Linked DNA regions of Mus musculus: region 1 is linked to region 2. A link is a contact called in public HiChIP or PLAC-seq data. All regions are on one chromosome and are shown on one strand. Each heading gives the region's core, a stretch centred on a gene start, on an enhancer-like site or on the middle of the called end of the contact. The rest is flanking DNA. Distances are from core to core; before and after follow the strand shown.

The links. HiChIP or PLAC-seq counts read pairs in DNA pulled down with a chosen protein or histone mark.
Region 1: a FOXA1 HiChIP or PLAC-seq map of pancreatic cancer cells shows a contact between it and region 2. The contact joins the promoter of Stra6 here to the promoter of Ulk3 in region 2. A contact is called at or near these places in 1 of 115 datasets of contacts at active chromatin or transcription factors (pancreatic cancer cells) and 1 of 9 other capture datasets (pancreatic islet).

What each region holds. Positions count from the first base shown.
Region 1 is chr9:58,131,108-58,136,261 of GRCm38.p6, forward strand. It overlaps Stra6 (stimulated by retinoic acid gene 6), which reads left to right and starts at 2,968. Exons shown (of 19, transcript NM_001162476.1): 1 at 2,968-3,341; 2 at 3,967-4,095. The coding sequence starts at 3,983.
Region 2 is chr9:57,586,618-57,591,227 of GRCm38.p6, forward strand. It overlaps Ulk3 (unc-51-like kinase 3), which reads left to right and starts at 2,835. Exons shown (of 16, transcript NM_027895.1): 1 at 2,835-3,069; 2 at 3,707-3,847; 3 at 4,044-4,164; 4 at 4,597-4,610. The coding sequence starts at 2,968. Scamp2 (secretory carrier membrane protein 2) reads left to right here. Exons shown (of 9, transcript NM_022813.3): 8 at 463-583; 9 at 805-2,181. The coding sequence ends at 939.

The DNA.
Region 1 (5,154 bases), core at 1,718-4,217, 540 kb after region 2:
AAACATTCCTCAGGTTTAATCAACTTGAACAAAAACATCAAGAGGAAGGAAGCCTTATCCCAAAGCTTTTAGGGACCAGCTCCATTCCGAGGTTTCTCTCTACCAAGCCCAGATGGCCAAGGGCCTTAGCTGGATGAGGTCTTGGTACTTAGTCACTGGAGCTCACACAGGCTGTAGTGGGAGGGCAGGGCAGCCCTGCCACCCCTTGCTCTGTACTTTTTGCCTCCGTCTCTCAGCTTCCCAAGACACTTCGTTCTTGTGACTATGTCTAGTTTGACCTCTCTGGTCTCAGGGTCGTGTTCCATATCGCCTCTGCCAGGAAGGCTCCAAGATTGTTTTCCCTCCTTTGTCCTCCACTTTGCCCTGGTCTCTATAGTTCTTTCTTCGAATTACCTCTTCTCTCTAGCACACCATCCTGAGAGCAGAACTCACATGGGCTACTGTGGAGCCAGCTCCCAGGAGCAGGCTGGGTCCTCTTGCCCAGGACTTTGCAGAAATCCTTCAAGAGCATCTCTTACCTTTCCCCTTACCAGCTTGCCCATGTGGCTAGGCAATTTATTATCATTCTCCGAGCTAGTCCCCTGGTGTGCAGGTGGAAAGCCCATGCTGTTCATATTTCAGGGTGAAGAACCTTGGGCTTAAGAAGTGGGTTTGTCTTCAGATGAGACACGGTTACTCATTACCTGTGGATCTTCCCCCTGCTCCCACCAGAGTGGATGGTAGATAGAAGGCGTGGGGGAGGAGCAGGGTGCTGAATAGCCACAGCCTGGCTTCTGTGGCTTTGATACACTTTGATATGCTTGCTACAACAATGTCTGGTGTGGCGCCTCCACATTCTCGGGCTGTGAAGTCACTGAAGACTGTCTTGGGGGAAAAGCCACAATAGAAGACTCTGTAGGCTGGTTGCCACAGAGGTGGGGCTACGACCCAACCAGAGTAAGGAGTCACTCAGGGCTGCAGGGGCAGAACCAACACTCGACCACAGGTAGTCTGCCTCTCCCTAAAGTTCCCTACCCTCTGCCGTGTGGGAACCTGCCCTGCTTCCCTTGCTCTGCCCCAGGTGCTGGCTCCATTGCTGCTTCTGGGTCCATGGGAACAGAGAAAGACAAAGTGTATACTTTCCTTATTCCTGCCAGGGAGGTAGAGCTGCCACCAAGGTGGCTGCTACATCTCCCTAGGGAAAAGGGAGGTGGTATTTTGGGATCTTGGGCTTTATGGGAGCAGATTTGGTGCAGGAAGGTGGGGTAGTGACCATACCTGGCCTTGGTAAGGGGCTATCTACATGGGTTCACCTTTGAGTGGACAGAGGTTCCTTCTGGTAGCCTGATAGGGTCCCTTCCTCCCTCCCTTCAGGATTAGGCTGCATATAGCTGGCTCTGCATTGCCCATCTCTCCTTTCCTCCCCTCACTGTATTTTCTCTTCAGCTCTGATGGTTCGTGGTGAACTGTCTCTTTCTACCTCCCTACATGTTAAATCTCAAGGACATCAGTAGGTGACATCAGTAGGTAAGACACAACTATCACATAAGATATTTGGAATGAATGAATGAATGAACAAGGCTTGGGAGGTGGCAGGGAATCCCTCTAAGGCAGAACAAAGTTGACAGGTAGAGGTATCTAACGATTGTCTTGTTCAGGCAATGGCCATAGTCTAGGACTGAGCTCTTTGTTAACAGTATCATGAGAGGCAGGGCTGAGATATGGATTGATTGCTCTCTATGCTGAGTGTCTGTGACCCTTGAGAGGTGAAGGGTATGCTAGGCTCTGGCATTGGAGCAGAGAGCTCCAGCAAGCCTGGCACGTAGCAGCCTTATGACATAGGACCATGAGTGAAGAAGAAGCACTAAAACAAGAAGTGGTTTTGCCAGACTGGATCTAAAATCTCTGTGATCTCGGAGCCAGGCACTGTCCTAAGGGAAAGAAAGAGAGCAGGGAAGGTAGATCCCTGTCCCCAGAGAGCCTGAGGGGCAGGATTTGCCTGACCCCTGATATCAGACAGTTCAGCGTAGGTTTCTGAGTTGTATCCGAGAAAGCTCCATCTTCACAATTCCTCTGTGGGATGGGGAGAAAGGCAGAGCCTTCTTCCTGGAAGATAGGATGTTTGGGAAGGAGGCAGCAAGGGTTCACAGGACTCAGGCCCCACCTGGCCTCATGGGCCTGGCTGCCAGCTGCAGGGGCCTGTGAGACTGAGGTTCTGTCCACTCTGAACGTTCACCCCGGAGCTTCCTTCTACAGTGAACAAGCAAGCTCCTCTCTGCTATCTGGGCCTGGGGACCAGCTGGTGTCCTTTGGAGCTCCACCCAAAGGTGACTTTCCTCAGGAATTCTCCTTCCTCCCACTGCTCTTTTGCAAACACAGTTCCCAATGGGACTGGTCAGGACAATCTTCCCCCTGCAAATCCCAGGCTCTGGAGGCTATATATGTTGGTAGGCTAGACCTCTGAACTGTGCTTTCTCTAGTCTCAGCATCCAGAGCAGTCCTAGAACATAGTAGGTGGTCAGTAAGCTTCTGTTGAAAGAATAAATGAATGAGTGTGTTTTTATAAGGAAGAGGGGGCTGTCAGATGGCTCTGTGGGTAAAGGTGTTTGCCACCGGGGACCAGTGACCAGTATTCTGTCCTCCCCAGAACCCACATGATGGAGAGAGGGGGTCAATTGCTATAAGCTGTCTTCTGCCATGGCATGTGTTGATCCCCCCTCCCCAACTACCCACCCACAAAATAAATAAATGCAATAAAAATGCTTTTAAAGCTTATCTGTACAAGACCGTGGCCCAAATCCCCTGCGGAGTACTGAAGGATTGAGAGCCTCAGAATGTCAGGTCTGAGCTGAGAACAGCTCTCTGCTTTGTCTGCCTCTTGCTCCTCCCCACAGGCTGGGCCAGGGAAGGGAGGGGGCAGCCAGGGGTCCAGCTCCTCTGGGAGGATAGGAAAACCCTCACCCCTTCACCGGGGCTGGAACAAGAACAGCGGCAGGCAGGCGAAGTTCATCTTCTCCCAGGTCTGGTTTGAGTTTGAAGGACTCATTTCCGCCTGTGGGGGTGAGTTATCTTCTTGTGAAATCAAGTCGTAAGAACAAAAAGGTTTTACTAGTGTAACACGTGTGCTCTCCCTCATATATACTCAGGAGACCATGTGGATAGGTTCCCTCCCTGTCTCTGTAGCCAGCCCCAGTAGGGTGTTGCCCTAAGATGCCACGATGCTGGGTTCTGAAGAGGGGCTATGCTTAGGCAGGAGAGCTTGGGGCAGGTGCTAGGAGGTAGGCATGTGCACGGTCAGCAGCCATCCATCTTCGGGGTCTCATCAAGAATTATGGTGTGTTCCCAGCAGTGAGGCTGAAGAGGTAAAGGGGCTGACTAAAGGCAAATGAGACTGGGGGATGGTCTCAAGGGAGCCTTGGTGAAGAGGGGAGGGCTTGGGCTGGACCCCAGAGCAGGAGGGGTGGAGAGACCAGCTGCAGGACAGACCAAGTGGAGCCAGCCACAGCCCGCCCGCCCACCCTTTCATCTCTGCGGCTCCTTCCTCCTTGGTCCCCCTTTCTACTCTGTCTGTGGGTCCATCTGGGTGGGCTTGGGGCGGGGAAGGAAGGGGTCTCTGCGGGCAGTTTGCACAAGAGAGATCTTTGAAAGTGGACCAGCTGGTAACAGGTCATTTGGTCCACTAGGCGCTCCCAGCAAGAGCCTGAACCCCCAGGGGTGCAGAACACTCTGTCAGACCACACGATTGGGTAGGGAAGTTCAAGAGAAGACTCCTGTCTGCCCCCACGCAATCCCCCCCCCCAATCCCTCCTCCAGCTCTCTCCTGACCTGCAGTCCCAGACGACTTTTCCCAGAGAGCTAAAAGCAAGAAAGTAACCTTTAGGATTAACAAGAAATGTTCCTTTGTTTCTTCTTCTTCTTTTTTTTTTTTTTCCTTTTAAGCCTCTTTTCACATTTGTATGCCCCTCCCCCCTCTTGTCTGGGGTCAAGGAAGAAGAGCTGGAGCATGGAGTCCCAGGCATCTGAGAATGGAAGCCAGACCTCCTCCGGGGTGACAGATGACTACAGCAGCTGGTACATCGAGGAACCTCTAGGAGCTGAGGAGGTGCAGCCAGAGGGGTAAGTGTGGCAATTGGCTCAGGCAGCCGTCAGAGCCGGTTTATGGTAGAGAGGTTGCCAAGATGGAGGCAGCGAGACCCTGGGCGAGTGTCTAAGATTGGCTTTGCCATTTATCTGCTGTGTGACCTCTCAGCGACTCACAGCCTCTCTGGGCCTCAGACTTTCTATAAAACCTGGGGACAACAGTTCTTGAACTATTATTAAGAAGGGCTTGAGGCCATGTGGTCCATAGCCAGCCAGGATGGGGAGCACTGTGTGTGTGGGGGGAGGGGGGTGTCACAGACCTCTGTGGTGCTCGGTGTAGGGTTTGTCCCTGGGGCTTTACAGGCATGGGAGAGTCAGGAACTGTAGGAGAAAACCCTGTGGAGCTGCCGAGGAAAGCGTTGGCGCACCATTATCTCTGGACCACTCTGAGTGGAGGGAGTTTTAGGAGGTATGGAGGGAGAGGAGACCTTGTTCTTGAAGCAAGTGTATAGGCTAGTCCAAGGAGGGTGTGCAGGTAGGTCAGTTTACCCTCACCCCATGGCTGTCCCAAGAATTCCTGGCCTAGACCCTTCCTATCTATGTTTAGTCTGGGTACCTTGCAGAGGAGTTGGGGTTTTCTATGGCATAGTATTGCTCTCCTCTAAGACTGTCTTGCCTCTGAGGCACCCGGAGTTTGGCTCTCCCCTGAAAGGTGAGGCAGAGCAGAGAGGTAGGGGTGGGGTGAGATGGGGTGGACGGGTGGTACTAAGCCAGATGTGTGCACATCTGTTCACCATTAAAACTTGAAACTGGAGAAGGAAAAAATGCTCAAGTGTTTCCCCAGAGGCTAGGACTTCAGCCTGGCTTGGTTGGGGTCACCCAGCAGGGACTGAGGCCCCACCCAGGCCCTAGGGAAAGAGCTGTTGTTCTGGACTTAGGGTTCTGGCCACCTGCAGAAGAAGCCTGCGGTCAGCTAGGCTGTGACTCCCCTTCTCCCAGCCTCCCCAGCTCAGCTATGCAGTGGTGGACTAGAGGAGGGGCTTAGGCTCTCCAAGGAAACCAAACTCTTAACTTGGGGTAAGGACCCAATCAGAA
Region 2 (4,610 bases), core at 1,585-4,084:
TAGTGTGAGAATAATCCCTTTACAGCTAAGGACACTGAGGCTCTGGGGGGTGACAACCACTAACAACTGAGGTGACAGAGTAGAGGCAACAGGCTGGCCAGTGCTCCTCTCGCCAGAGTCCTCTGTGAAAGCCCGGTCTTCCCAGTCCCCCCCCTCAGTCAGCAGCACTGAGCTTTGGGCTGCTCCTGGCAAGGGGCTTGCTGTATCTCCTTTCCAAACCTCACTGGGCAGGAAGACATGACCCCACCTCTGAGACCTCAGGAGAGCTCATGCTGGGCCGGTGTGGGCCTGTCAGCACTCACAGCCTGTTCACTCACAGAGAAAGGTCATTGAACCACAAGGCTCCCTGTGCGGCTGGGAAATGTCCAGGTGGTGGTCAGGACACAGCCATTTGGGAGAAGTGCTCCTCTTGGGGACTTCTGAGTCTCAATCTTACCTCACCTCTGCGTTCTCCTTTTGTAGTGGTTGGCTTGCAGCCCTATCTACGATGAAAAATGGGCCCTTAGCTGTGACCATCATCATGATGGTAGTGGCTGGCTTCTTTACCCTCTGTGCTGGGCTTTCACTCTTCCTCCTGCAGCGGGTAAGTAGGACAGAGCCAACAGCGAACCCCAGTAAAATGCCCATCTCTCCTGGGCAGGCACAAATCTAAATATGCCTTGCTCCTGAAGCTCTCAGGGGCCCAGCACCTCATCCAAGGCTATGGGTAAGCAGCCAGGCAGGGTTGACCCCTCCAGTGGCTGCCACCATACCCTGATGGCTAGGTTTGCTCTGGGCTCTTCTCACCCCAGCCTCCTTCCCTAGGTACACGCCTTCTACCGCCGAACAGGAGCCAGCTTCCAGCAGGCCCAGGAAGAGTTCTCCCAGGGTATCTTCAGCAGCAGAACCTTTCGCGGGGCTGCCTCATCTGCTGCCCGAGGAGCCTTTCAGGGGAATTAGGCTTCCCGACTCTCCTTCCCTGAGCCCTGGCCTCTCTGTCAACTGTCTTCTGAGCTGCACTTTCCTCGGGTGCCTTATGCAGTGACTACACCAGCACAGACCTGGCAGGGATTTGTCTTGTCCCTGCTCCTCCCTCAGTAGTCAGCTTTCTCCTCTACAAGAGGGAAGGAGAGGAAGGGACAAGGACTTTAAAAAAAAAAAAAACACATGGGAAAAGAAAAAATAACAAAGCTGTCTTTCCTTTTCTAATGGTGGCTTGGTCTGATTTTGTCTGGAAGCAATGGGACTGTTTTCCCTGAAAACAAATGGACTCATGTGCTTGGGATCATGGGCCAACCTGGGCTCACTGTACTGGGGATTTTCCACAGGCACCCTGTACTTCACTCCCTCCCTCTACAGGCTCCATGTGTATTGGGTCTCCACAACCTTGCCTTTCATGCTTGGGCTTCCTAAGTCCCCCAGTGGCTCTACTCTAGGTGAGCTGTGTTCTGGGTGGGAGCACAGAAGTCTCCCAAGTCCTCTTCCGGTGAGCTCCTGGTGTTCTTCACAACCGAGTCATGACCCTGTGCCTGCTACGACTCATGTGTGATAGCACCTTGTGCCCTCTGGGGGCCCTCCCTAGCCTCTCTTCAGACTTCTGAATGTACAGTAAGTGGGGTTGGTTGAGACTTGGGGGATGAGGAGGGGACGAAGACAAGTAAGTCAAGTCCTGCCCAGCCTCTACCAGTCTTGTGAGAGGGTAGATGTCTGCTTGTTTTGGCTTCTCTCCTCCCAAGGGACTCTGCCCCTCTGCCTTAGCTTGGCCCCTGCCTATCTTCAGCAATACTCACCTCTTAAAACGCTTAGGGTCTTTTGGAAGAAATCAGTCCTGAACTATGTCCTGCAGGCAGGACTGCCGAGCCTTCTTTCTGAGGGTTCTTCCCACAATGGAGTCTAGGTCCCTTTCTACTTGTCCTGGGGGCTCCACGGGTGTGTCACTGCAGTGGCACCTAAGAAGCCGCTGTGGAAACCTGGACCCTGTGTTTTGTCAGTACTGCGAGAGCTCACCAAGCTGGCCAGTCTCCTGCCCCTGGGAACTGGGGCCCTCCTGAGACTACCCTCATGCTGTCAGCCCTAGAGCCACCAAGTGGTAATGTCAGCCACCGGGGTTTTGTAAACTTCCTGGTATTATTTTCCTCCATGTACAGATGTATATGTCATGTCTCAATTTTTGTGCTTAAATAAAAAGATTTTCGGACAGCACTGGCCCTGATGTCAATGGTGGACTTGGGAGGGCTATAGCCTACTGAAGTACAGACTAAGGGCCTACTAAGATAGGTGAGGTGACAGTTAAGGTTGTTGGTGGCTGAGCTGTGCTGGACGACAGACCACTCAACTCTAGGGAAAGAGTTGAAAGGCAGAATCGAGGACCCTGGCAATGGCAACTTGGTCTCTTCCAAAGGCATTTAAATTGTTTTTCGCCAAGCATAGTGGCACATACCGTTAGTCCCAGCACTCCGAGGCCAGACTGCTCTACAAAGTAAGTTCCAGGAGAGCCAGGGCTACTCAGAGAAACCTTGTCTTCCAAAACCAAATAAACGAATGAATAAGGGCCAGAGCACGTGTGATGATCAGAGAAGAACTTGCTGGAGTCCGTTCTCCCTCGTCACCCTGTGGGGCCCTGGGATTTTCATATCCACTGCTTCTGGTCTTGAAGGGCAGGGAGTGAGCCAGGCTCTTCCTCCCGCCCCCTACGTAGGTGGTCTCTAGGATGCCATTCCCATGTGATCGTGTCCGCAGTCCTCGACACAACTCTACACCCACTAAAGCCTCAGTGTCTGAAACCTGCCTGGCAATCCTTGGCAGAGGGTGTCACCCAGCCCGCTGCCGGCGGGGAGGAGCCTCGGAGGGGAGGTGTCGAGCCGCGCTTCCGGCGGGCAGCGCCGGGGCCCTGCGGAGTCCCGCCTCGCCGCCCCTCGAGCGCCCCCAGCTTCTCTGCTGGCCGGAACCTGCACCCCGAACCAGGAAGCACCTGGCGGCGGGCGCGGGATGGCTGGGCCCAGCTGGGGTCTCCCTCGGCTGGACGGTTTCATCCTTACCGAGCGCCTGGGCAGTGGCACGTACGCCACGGTGTACAAGGCCTACGCCAAGGTGGGTGTGGGCGGGTCGTGCCGGAGGTGTCCCGGCGCCGGGCACCCGACTCCCGTGCCAGCCAACTCCCTGCAAGCCCGGCTGGGTCACGGGCCAAGCTGAGCAGGAAAGGCGACCGCCTTGAGAGCAGTAAGGCCACAGTGGCTGCCCAAGCTGGTAGAGGAGGCTGGAGCTAACCGCCCCTTTTAGGTTTTAAAAACAGCCACGCCAGTTTGGTCTGGAGGTGCGGGCGATGACCTAAGGGAATCTCTGTGTCAGTGGCTGAAGAACCGGCTCTGCACGGAAGTTGCCTTAGGGGCTGGGAGGAGTCTGGGGTCAGACTCCCAGGAGGCAGCACCAGTTAGAATGCAGAGTGGATAGCTCTTTAAATAGTGACATCCCCCGCCCCCTAACCCTCCCCGCCCCCCCTCTAGAAAGTGATGCGGTGGGTTAGAAGCACGGCGTTGGAGAACACTTGCTGGGGTGGGATTCCCGAATCCGGATGCCTCGTTGATTTGAGACGTGGAAGCTGGGAAACTTGGAGGTCCATGGAGAGTGGACAGACTCCAAACAGGGGAAAGTTTGCAGACTCAGAGCCCACTCCAGCCCATGGGGTCGGCCCCTTCAAAACAGACACCCCAAATTTTCTGTACCACAGAAGGATACTCGGGAAGTGGTAGCCATAAAATGCGTGGCCAAGAAGAGTCTCAACAAGGCGTCAGTGGAAAACCTCCTGACTGAGATTGAGATCCTCAAGGGCATTCGGCACCCCCATATCGTGCAGCTGAAAGACTTCCAGGTCTGAGCCCAGGAAGGGGTGCCTCCAAAGGCGGCTGGAGAAGGGACAGCGCCTAAAGCTGTCTCTCTCTCTCTCTCTCTCTCTCTCTCTCTCTCTCTCTCGCTCCCTTTTTTTGGGGGGGGTTCAAGACAGGGTTTCTCTGTATAGCCCTGGCTGTCCTGGAACTCACGCTCTCTCTCTTTACTTGCAACCACAGTGGGACAATGACAATATCTACCTCATCATGGAGTTCTGTGCAGGGGGTGACCTGTCTCGCTTCATTCATACCCGCAGGATCCTGCCTGAGAAGGTGGCCCGTGTTTTCATGCAGCAGTTGGGTAAAAAGCTTGTGACACACCCCGTGGCTTCTTCTCCCCTATCCCAATGCTTTGCAGTCTGCCATGTTGTGTCCCTAGCATCTGTAGGGAATTCAGGCTTCCACATGGAGAACATGATGTAAGAACCTTGTGGCATCTTCCAGGGCCCAGTAGGTGGAACCCAAGTGCTTTAGTGAGGGAGAATGCAACGTCCTTAAGGGCTGGGGCTTTTCTGGAGGCTCCTTGAAGGGAGGGTGGTTTTATGAAGGGTACAGAGAACAGGCACTTGGGAACTCTTAGAAGTAGCCAGAGTCTGTTGCTTCTATATATTCTGTAGCTCAGCCAGAACAGCGCTGCAGTAATAGAGCTGTACGGGGATAGGTGGAGGCCTGGGGAGGGGAGAGGCAGGTGGGAAAGAGGCTCTGACTTATTTTCTGGTGGCTGACTCCTCAGCTAGTGCCCTGCAG